2 separate regions of the Mus musculus genome follow, and region 1 is linked to region 2. Evidence: chromatin contacts called from public Micro-C data. All regions are on one chromosome and are shown on one strand. The core of a region is the stretch at or near the end of the contact, and the rest is flanking DNA. Distances in the headings are between cores, read along the strand shown.

What was found. A called contact is a pair of places that touch in the nucleus more often than the background predicts.
Region 1: a Micro-C map of embryonic stem cells shows a contact between it and region 2, with 3 times the contacts expected there. The contact joins two enhancer-like sites. A contact is called at or near these places in 11 of 39 promoter capture datasets (the 3T3-L1 cell line, cranial neural crest, embryonic stem cells and 6 more), 1 of 15 datasets of contacts at CTCF or cohesin (stem cell-derived epiblast-like cells), 52 of 484 Hi-C or Micro-C datasets (the Ba/F3 cell line, the HL-1 cell line, the HPC-7 cell line and 20 more), 8 of 115 datasets of contacts at active chromatin or transcription factors (astrocytes, differentiating embryonic stem cells, embryonic basal ganglia and 4 more) and 1 of 9 other capture datasets (embryonic stem cells).

What each region holds. Positions count from the first base shown.
Region 1 is chr8:107,821,426-107,827,250 of GRCm38.p6, reverse strand. It overlaps Gm39242 (a long non-coding RNA gene), which reads left to right. Exons shown (of 3, transcript XR_879158.1): 2 at 220-307. Gm42040 (a long non-coding RNA gene) reads right to left here. Exons shown (of 3, transcript XR_879157.1): 2 at 5,761-5,825; 3 at 3,961-4,396. Among named protein-coding and RNA genes, the nearest start is that of Gm39242, 10 kb to the left of the region's middle. Within about 2 kb of position 2,485, at least 43 of the 459 cell types and tissues checked have an H3K27ac peak or open chromatin away from gene starts, as enhancers often do. A contact at or near this core is called in embryonic stem cells, where this site is marked.
Region 2 is chr8:107,607,254-107,612,576 of GRCm38.p6, reverse strand. No RefSeq gene overlaps it. Among named protein-coding and RNA genes, the nearest start is that of Psmd7, 21 kb to the right of the region's middle. Within about 2 kb of position 1,521, at least 7 of the 459 cell types and tissues checked have an H3K27ac peak or open chromatin away from gene starts, as enhancers often do. A contact at or near this core is called in embryonic stem cells, where this site is marked.

The DNA of each region.
Region 1 (5,825 bases), core at 1,236-3,735, 210 kb before region 2:
AAGGTAAATATCCATGTTTTCTGATGGTCTTAGGTAGCCCCTGTGAAAGACTGTTAGCCCCCACCCACCCATAAAGGGGTCACCCCCAAAGGTTGAGAACTGCTGCTTTAAATGTCTTCTCATTTATGAATAACACAGGAGGGTCTCTGATGATGTTGCTTTCTCTGGCTATACAGCATGAAAGTTGCTTCCGTTAAAAAATCATCATTTGCTTTTTAGGGACCATGTCTTTTAAGCAGTTGGAAGGAGACAGAAGTTGGGCCCGGTCTTACAGGTCTGCAATCGTAGCTGCAATCATGAGGCTGAGGTAGGAGAAGGCCAAGCTGGGTAAATTCATATACAAATTATCCTGTAAAGGGTATGGGCAAACTAGAGATGCAGCTGGGAAGCACAGCACATCCTAGCATGTACAAGGTCCTAGGTTCGATTCCAGGTACTAGAAAAACAAAAGATGGAATCATTATGAAAGATAGCATTTCAGTACCACAAAAATAAATTACAGTATTCTCTGGAGGCAACCCCAGAATACACCTTCCACAGCCAAATCTACCTCTGCTGGAGTCATAAGAAATGGCGGAGTGATGTGTCAACAACAGCAACATTTTAAAGAGCAGCACATCAAGATAAAGGTGCTTGCCACCAGGTTTGTTACCTCAAGTTCAATGTCAAAACCCACACGGCAGAACCAATTCCAGAAAGTTCTCCTCTAACCTTCATATAAGTACCAGTGTATATGTGTACACACACATACACACACACAGGCACACACACATACATACACATACATGCATGCACACATACATGTACACATACATACACACATACATATATGCATACAGATATACACATGTACACACATACATACTCACATGCACATGCATACAAATATATACATATACACACATACACACACATGCACACACACATACACATATACACACATATACATACTCCCACACACACATACATGCACACATGCACACGCACTATAAAAATAAACTTCTAAATAGCAAAATAAGTAGGACCTGTAATCTCAGCACTGGGAGGCTGAGGCAGGAGAAAAACAGGGAGTTGGAGGCCATTCTGAGTTACATTGTGAATTCTAGGCCAGCCTGGGCTACATAGAGAAACTATGTCTAAGAGAGAGAGGGAGAGAGAAAGGAACAAAGAGAGAAAGAGAGAAAGGAAGGAAGGAAAAGGAAAAGGGAAAGGGAAAAGGGGGGAAAGGGGGAAAGGGGGAAAAAGGGAAAAAAAGAAAAAAGGAAAAAAGGGAAAGGGAGGGAGGGAAGCAGGGAGGGAGGGAGGGAGGAAAAGTAAACAAAAATGGCAATACATACATATGCTCTCTACCTTAGACCGAGGTTCCCCCTCAGCCCACCCCCCTGTATATTTAACTCATGTGTAGATTGCTGTGTGAACAGATCCTGCAGTGCACTGTTTCAAAAATTATGACAAGAACAGTCTATACCTGCCTATAGCAGATACAACTCTTTCCCTAATTTTTTTGTATGCTGTTGAAGCCCACGAATACAGAAGCCACAGATATGAATGGATGGCCACATACCCTAATTTAAATAATTTTTCACATGCAAGCAGAAACAGACTGGTTCTAAAATAACTGGTTCAACCCTCAAAAAAAGAGAATCATGGAGGCTAAAGGCACAACTCCATGGTAAAGAGAACTTACTGCTCTTGCAGAGAGTCTGGGTTCAGTTCCCAGCACCCAACTTGGTAGCTCACACTGCCTGTAACTGTAGCACTAGGGAACCTCTCTCTGGTCTCTAAGGACACTAGGTACAGATGTAGTATACTTACGGACAAGCAGGCAAAACGCCCACACAAATAATCTAAAGTAAAAAAAATTTTTTTAAAATATGTATACTCAGTATGGACACCTTCTAAACGTTTCTGAAAAGACAAACATTAAACTAATTGGCAGAATCTTTCATAGCAATTATGACTTGTAAAAAGGCAAAAACACGCGATTGATAATCACTCACGAGGGAAGAAGGACAGGACCTGAAATCTGAAATAACAAATCACTGACTACAACAACATGTGTCTCAGGAGCATCCCGGCCCTCGACTAATAAGATCACAGAGGAGCTGTGTTTCCTGCAACAGAAAAATTCACTTTTAGTGGGTAGGTGTGGCTCTAAAAAATTGCCACATAATTTAGAGATCTGCGGGAATCTTTGGTATTTTTGGAACCTGGTGGAGCCTTTGGGGGTAAAAAAAGAAAAACTCATCACAGCTCCTTTCAGTCTTGGAGGAAGCTGGCACTTCTGCAATGGAGTTGTTAAACAGCCTGGCCATGCCAAAATTCATCATAGCACTGCCCCAGGGAGGCTGCGAGCTGCCTGACCCAGGAGCTCAGAGCGCGCCTGGAACAAAAGGCTAGCAACAATTTCAAAAGGATCCCTAGGAAGCATCCGGGAAGATGCGGGAGTGTCGAGGTGGACTGCGACAAACAGTGGGAGCTGGGAAGTGCTTGCTCGCTGGCTGAGGAAGGCAGAGCGCGCTGTGGAGCTTAGGAAGGGGGTGACTGGGCCGAGCAGGTTCGCTGGCAGAAGCCGCACACGGGATTGCTAGGCAATGGTCAATTTCCACACCATCATCCCAGAGTTAACTACAGAGCAGTGAAGATGGAGTATTGTGAAGAATGCGTCTCACACAGAGAAATGACAAAGAGAGAAAGGGAACAGGGGGGCAAGAGAAAGGGGGGGGGGACCAAAAGGAGGAAGCAAAAAAAGAGAAGGAGAAAGGGAAGAAAAAGGGGGGAGGAGGGGCAAAAAGGATGAGGGAGGGGAGAGAACGGAGAGGCAAGAAGAGAAGGGGAAGCGGAGAAAAAAGGGGGAGGGAGAGGGCAAAGGGAAGGAAGAGGTGAGGGACTGGGAGAATGAAGTCAGGAAGGAGGCAAAGAAAAGAGGGAGGAGATTAAAAGATGTGCATCAGGAGCCAGCGAGGGCACCGGAAGAAAGGAAAGGAAGTTAAAGGTCAAAGGGCAAGAGAAGAATTTGAAGAAAAGGTTTAGCAAAACAAATTTCCAGAAAGGCTGGCCATTTGTGTCAAAAAAGAGTGGTACCAGTGATTGCGAGCATCCAAATTTCTAGCGGTTCATTATTTTATTAATGCCATTCGGGCTTAACACTACTACCCCAGGACTGTAAATAGCAATGATAAGGACATCCAGGTTGGCGTCAATGAAGCTGAAGGATTTTATGTAAAACACAGCCTACAAGCAGAGAGATGACAGCTTACAAACCTTTACATCACATTAAGGAAAAGCCTCGCAAGGATCCACAAACAGCAGTCTTAATATGCAACAGCATTCCCTGCCCTGATGTCCCTATAGAATGATTTGTAATTCCTCTACATGTAAAATAACAAGTCTCCACACCCAAGGAGCGTAGTAAGAAAGTTAATGTATATTTAAAGAGCATGTTACGTTATCTTTAGCCCTATCCCCCACTTGTTTTCCAAAGTGAATAAGTTTATTTAAAAGAAAGAAGAAAGAAAGAAAGAAAGAAAGAAAGAAAGAAAGAAAGAAAGAAAGAAAGAAAAGAAAAGAAAGAAAGAAAGAAGGAAAGAAAGAAAGAAAGGAAGAAAGGAGACAGACATGATTGCTCCACTTGGTTTGGATTAAGAAGAAAGATTTTTTCGGGTTTTGGTTTTGTTTTGTTTTTTTGTTTTTTTGTTTTTTGTTTTTTTTTTGTTTTTTGTTTTTTGTTTTTTGTTTTTGTTTTTTTTTTTGTAGCTATGAGGGAGAGCACTGACAAGAAACGTCAGGAAAAGTCCAGACTAAACTGGGCCCTAGAAACAGAAAGAGAGAGAGAGAGACTGAGGGGAAGGGGGAGAGAAGAGAGAATCCAAGGGCCAAGAGAACAAAAAGCCAAGAACCCCAAAAGGATCAGTAGCCAAAATGGCTATGGTTTTACAAGAGTCAGATTCTGGAGACCGGGAAGCCCAGACCAGGCCTGGGCTAAAAACTTTAGGGTAGGAGGCAGAGTATGTCAGCTGGGAAGGGCGGGGAGGGGGAGGGAGGATGCTGTGCCAGGTAAGGACTGAGGGAGACTGGCAGCCAGAGTCTGCCAAAACTGAAGCTCAATTTTGACTCACAGACTGTGTATTTAGAAACCAACAGTGCTAGTGTAAAAACAGGGTGGTTGCTTTTGATCATCTTCAAATTAGTCACGATAATTACTGTCCCGTCATTGAAGTTCACGGTCCTGGTAGACTGGATGTCTTCGGGGGCATCTTCGGCTTCCAGCAAGACAAGCTTGGGGCTTTTCTGACCCACCACTGGCCACAAAGGTCATTCTGCCATCTCTTGGCTTGGGGGATGTCATGATTTTGTTCACACTTAGTAATGTGCATATGTGTGCCTCCCCTCATCCCTAAAAATAGCAAAATCCAAAGCAACTCAAGTTCATTGTGTTAATATTGTATTTATTATCTGTGCATAGTGTGTGTGCATCTCCCAGATACTTTTGGTCAACTCTCACTTATTGATTTATGCCTAACACAATGTATATGTTAAGTAAAACATCATCGTTACACCACACAGTACAGAAAACAGCGATGTCTGGGAGAGAGCTTACATATGTTCAGTCCTGACTTTTCAGAAGTTTTGGTCTGAGGTTAACTGAGTCTATGGGTTCAAAATCCACATCCATGAACAAGCAAGGGCGTCCTCACATGCACACACGCGCGCGAGCACACACACACACACACACACACAACCGCAGTGACTACAACCAACTCTGCCAGGTGCCTTATCTCTCCAGATGATAGGTAACGCTTTCCTTTCCTTAAAACAGACTCCAGGTACGTTTTTTAGTTGTTTTTGTTTTTTTGTGGTGTAACTTGTTTTGTTTTGGGGAGTTGGAGGGGCTAAAGCTCAATTTCAATGATTCGTTTCCTATCATGGAGCCAGGTAAGATGGTTTGGATGTGAAAAGCTCCCAGCAGACTCCCAGGTTTAAACCCTTGGTGACCCAGCTGGAGGCCCTGCCCCAGACTGGGTCTTTCCTTCACGCCTTTCCCAACACACCAGACTCTATTCTGGAAACCAGGAGCCGAAATAAGACCTTGCTCCCTTGAGTCACCTCTGGCAGGTGGCTGAAGCTCGGAGAAAATAAACTAACTCATCAGTCGAGAGACAAAACTGTAATTTGAACTAGACTCTGAATCCAAATGCCCAGCTCTCACAATGTGAGTTGAAGCAGTCCGAGGGGAGGTTTCAGCCCTCAGGAACGAATGGCTGGGTTGTGAAAACTATACAATTTGAGCCGTCAGCCACTCTTTAAGGAATACCGGATGTCAAAGATTCATGTATTCACTTTGAAACCAAACCCCACCACGCCACTGAAACAACGGCCTTGCCAGTAAGTCTGCTTTACTTCAAAGGTTAAGTAAGCTTGCAAATGCCAGCAAGCATACTTTGGCTGAGGTGGGGTCATGGTCTCTGCAATCCCCTAACCTGAGAGGGTTGCTTAATTGTTTGTCCAAGGAGAAACCTAAGTCCCTTTCAAGCACTACCTCGGGTAAGCGTTGCCATGGGAAAGCCTGAGTAGGCTACATTCCATAGTGGTTGTGCCTCTGTGGGTAAAGAGCGCAGGGAGGAATCTTTGTAAATTGTTGCCAGCCACACCCTAAGCCCAGGCTCCTGCCTCCTTTTATGAACGACCAGTCAAGACAAGAAGTGTGCATGGTACATTAGAGAGCCTCACCATTTAACACCACAGCTGAGAGAGTCCTACCTTTGTCAGTGGGTGGAAATAGATGTAGGATGCTAGAGTCGGTCCACTCTAGCCTTTGGAGGAGT
Region 2 (5,323 bases), core at 272-2,771:
AGAAAAGGCAAAAGTGGCCAGCAGTGCTGATTTGGCACAGGAGGGTAGGTGTTTAAGTCCCCCATCGTAAGATGTTCATGTCCCCTTCTCTCAGAGTTCCCAAATTCCCCCATCTCCTTGGGTTAGTACTCAAAGCCTTAAATAATGGATAATTCCTTTTCTGATCTTGGCCTTAGTTCATAACAGACAACCTGGAACTTGCCAATTCTCAGAGTTTTGGGACAAACAAGCAAGTGCCAGTTGGCCACCAGCCACAGGACAAGGGCCGGTGCCTCCTGCTTATCCACAACTCTGTTGTGAACCTCATGCTGAAAATGGTCCAGAGCAACCTACTGCTTACAGAAACACGTCATGGGAAATCGGATACAGCCTTCCACCATCAGCACTGGGTACTGTGTGGCATGAGCCTAGGGTTCCGGGGGCCGGGGAGGCTGAGACAGGAGAGCCTCTGGATCTAGAAACAAAGTGAGACCTGATCCCCAAAGGGAAACACAACACAAACTCATACACACACATACACTCACACACTCACAACACACACACATATATTCACATCAGATACACATTCATACACACACACCAGACACACATGCACATACTACACACTCACATACTCACACAACACACATAGATTCACACACCACATATACTCCCACAGAACACACACTCCAACACAACACACATATTCACACAAAACACACAATACACACACAACACGTTCATACAGTACATACAACACACACACACCAAATTTCCCACTAAGCAAACGCAGTTCTTTTCTCAAATACACAAACAGGCATGATTTCTTTATACAGATGATTGGTTTGGTTTGGGAATTGGCTTATTTCCTTCTCCATACCCTATCTTCCCCTCCCCCATCCTCCTCCTCCTCCTCTTCCTCTTTCCCCTTCTTTTTCTTCTTCTTCTTTTTTTTTTTTTTTTGTTTTATTCATCAGTGGTGAGTGTATACACACATGGATAACACAAAACTAATATGGAGGTCAGGGGATCTAACGTCTGTCCTGTCCTTCTCCCATTTGAAAACCAAGGACTGCTCTCAGGTTGCTATGCTTGGCTGCACATGCCCTTGCCCACGGACCCATCGCCCCAGTCCTCCAGCCCACATTTTCTATAGCAACAACTTTCTTTTAAAATCAGGGAGGGCGTTGTAGCACATGTTGGAAATTGTAGCACTGTGGAAGCAGAAATAGGCAGATCCCGGGGCTGTAGACTACCTGCCTTTGGAACACTGACCTGCTTGTCCGGTGGTTACGCTAGTCTTGGCTCCCTGTCTGCTCCAATAAACTCATTTAATCTTAAAAAAGAAAAAAAGAAAAGAAGTGACCCACCCCTGAGGAACCACACCCACAATAGTCTCTAGTCTCCATGCACTTAAGAAAGAAACAAAGAAGCAAAGAAAGAAACAAAGAGGGAAACAAAGAAGGAAATCAGCCTAAGGTAGAGATGGAAAAGGCCCAATCCAATCTGAAAGACTGAGGTGAGCACAGGAAGAATGGCTGATGCTCGCAGTCCGCTCAGACACCAGAGCCCCAGCTGCGGCTCAAGCCTGCCAGGAGACTGCCAAGCCTACCCCGTCCTCACACGCCAGGGGTGGCTTGCTTTCTCTCCTACGGAGATAATGGGCTTTTCAGCACTTTCACCAAATTACTGACAGGAGGACCTATTTCCCCTTCCCGGGAAAGCGACCGATAGCGACAGAAGCAAGAATCGCTTTAACCACTAAATTATACATCGAAGAGGACGAGGGGGTTACACGAAACTCCTACGGAATTCCATTGCAAAGTCCTTCGCCGCTCAAACTTTGTACAAATGGGCTAACAAAAGTATCTGACCTGGAATTTTCCTTCCTGGATCCTTTCATGGTTTCCACCTCAGGACTTAGTCGCATAATAATTTTCCCTCTTTTAAAAAAAAAGGTAATTTTTTAAATTGTGTATATCTGTATGTATCTGTGCTTTTTGTTTGAGAGACCATAACATTTGGAAGGGTAAGGGAGAATCTGGAAAGAGTTAGGGGAAGGGAAAGAATACAATTTAAATATTTTAGAAAAATAAAACTTAAAGAAGACAGGTGTAGGGGTGCATGCCTTTGATCTTAAGAGGCAGGTGGATCTCTTTGAGGCCAGCCTGGTCTATATAGTGAGTTCCAGAACAGCCAGGGCTATGTAGAGAGACCCTGTCTCCAATAAAAATAAAAATAAAATAAACGTTTAAATACATTTAAAAATAGTGATTTTTACTTTTTAATCATGCATGCCTGTGTCTTTTCCTGTGTATGAGTATGTCCATGTGAGTGTAAGCATCCACGGAGACCAGAAGAGGGTGCTAAATGTCCAGGAGCTGGTTGTGAACCACCCCATGTGGCTGCTGGGAACTGGACTCCGGTCCTCTCCAAGAGCAGCGAGAGCTCATAACTACAGAGCCATCTCTCCAGCCTGACGCCCCCAACCCATGTTATTTTTCATTAACATTGCAATTAAGAAGCATAGCTAATTGTTGTGGAATTACAAAATACTGAAAGGTCCCTTGTTTGACCCTCTTGGTTTTCTGAGAATGAAGCAACCATGTCACTGGCTCAGTTAGGAATAACATTCCGGTTTTTTTTTAATTTATTTATTTATTATATGTGTGTACACCGTAGCTGTCTTCAGACACTCCAGAAGAGGGCATCAGATTTTTGTTACGGATGGTTGTGAGCCACCATGTGGTTGCTGGGATTTGAACTCAGGACCTCTGGAAGAGCAGTCGGTGCTCTTAACCACTGAGCCATCTCACCAGCCCCACATTCCGGTTTTAACATTGGTACACATATTACCACAATGTCCACAGGGTCTAGGTCCAAATTATTGCCATTTTCCCGGGTAATCTTTGTGCCCAGCTCACAGCCAGGCACAAGTAGAAGCTTAACAAATACTATCAGGTGATGGGTATGCTCAATTATAGAATATTTAAAACTGCCCTATGTTTAAGTCTCTCAAACAGCAAAACAATTGCAGCTCTTACATACACCTTAGCTCAGCACCTGACCAGTTCATTCGAGAAGCACACCAACGTGCAACCAAAGCTCAGAAAGCAGCTGAAAAATATTTCCCCTCTTGTGGATCATCCCTGTCTTCTCAGACCACAAAACACAAAGCCAACATCCAATACAAAGTGAATTAAAAGACAGGATCCTGAAACTCCTGACACTTTCCAGCATCAAAACTTAGGCAGGCTTCAAAATCCAATTCCTAGGTTAATTGCTGGGCAAAAGAAAAGAACTCACATTGTTTAAGGGGATCAACCTGCTCTTCCAAGATGGAAGACAGCACACACAGACGCATGCACATGCATGCTTATGTGCATGAGTGTGTAAGCATACACACACACACACACACATTATTCATATTAAACTAAGAATTAAAGTTATAACTATGTTGCCAAGCAAATCTCATAATTGCTATTCCTGGCTAAGTATTCTAAGTGCTCCCTCAACATTTTCATGGTCACAGTTTATCATGAAGCAGGAATCAGGTAGTGACCTGCCACCACTGTCGCCTGGTATGCCCAGCCGGGAGAATAGGGAACGGGGGATATGTGTGTTGCTTTAGAACAAAAGAATTCATTTCATCGCTCGCCTTTAACCGCCGGACAAAATGGCTTCTGGTGTGGAACTGTGTGATAAATGTACCCCCTCCAGTTCTTTATTGCCTCTGTAAATCACAGGACTGACAGCAGTTAATAAGAAAAGCTTTTGAGTGGTTTTGAAGTTTGGCTTTGTACAAATAAAGTCTCATATTAAAGATTTTGCTAGTCTTCAAGGTGTACAAAAAGCAGTGTGCACAGTCTTTCCAAGCTTTTAACCACAGGTCTCCTTTTTTTTTTTTTTTTTTTCTTCAGATTTTTGTACTTCGGGGAGGAAAAAGAAAGAAAGAAAGAAACCCTTCCAGACACACACGTTGGAAAAATACAAACAAATTCAAGTTTAAGCGGCTTCCTATGCTTGGGGTGTTGCCGGTGCTAACGAAATGACAAACTTATAGGTTGCATAATCTGAATCTTCAGCTAAATACCAGAAAAGATGCGTGGAAGAGAGGTTGTTACGAGAGATTTATTAGTATGTGTCTGGACATAATTGTACCTTTACCTCATTTAGCCAAAGCAAACTTTGGGTCCAGTGTCTAGATGGACAGCTCTAAATCCTGCTGAATTGATCAGCTGCCAGCTCAGTCTCGAGTACCGGGTGCTGGAATTCTGAAAACATATTTCAGAGCATAATTGGCAGTAAAGGGAACGGAATGGGTACTTCCTCGCTGAGTGGCCCCTTTATCCGTGGAGCTCCAGATGCCTTCCCCCCCCCCCCCCCCCGGGAAAGGGTTGGACTCCTAAAGGGCAGATTCTATTATCTGAGGGGTTATAGGGACAAAGCTGAGGCACAAAAGGCAAGCCATGTCTTCCCCTGATTATCACCAAATGCTCTGTAGAGCCCCAAACAGGACCAGACTCATTCTTCTCGCAAGACCGCACTCACTTTACGGTGCAGAGACCTACGATTTTTGAATGCGTTTATTTCCATGGCCGAGAACTGTAGCGCTCAGAACCCATGTACACAGCTGAGTAGCTGTCTGAAGAGTAGAAACTGGGTAGCTTACAAGCTGGGTTCCATGATGCTTTGGAACAAGCAACGGGAACAAATTGTTTTTTTTTTTTTTTTCATATTTTCTACCTGGGACTGACTTGGCTTCTTGTTAAACATCAAAATACAGGGGCAAGACACCTGCTAGCTATACTGAGGGGTATGGAGGGGGTATGTATGTATGTATGCACACACCCATGTGCATATATGCAGGTGCATGCGTGCACACCATGCATACGTGCATGTAGAAGCCACATTTCAGAGCAACACGCCTCCAGAGCCTCACTTTGGCAATGGGATCTTATAAGTGGCATCTTACCGAAATGAATTGTGCTAACATTCCAGTTTGGGTTTTCTCCCTTTCCCTTGCTCTATCAAGTACTGCTAACTCTGAGCAATGCTTTCCAAATCCATTTTCCTTAACTCATCATCTAATCATCTAACGTGAGTTAGAATGAACAGGCAGCCGGGCAGTGGTGGCGCATGCCTTTAATCCCAGCATTTGGGAGACAGAGGCAGGCGGATTTCTGAGTTCGAGGCCAGCCTGGTCTGCAGAGTGAATTCCAGGACAGCCAGGGCTATACAGAGAAACCCTGTCTCAAAAAAAAAGAAAAAAAAGAAAAGAAAAGAAAAGAAAAAGAATGAACAGGCAGCCATATTCTTCTAGACCCCTCTATGGAGATTTCTG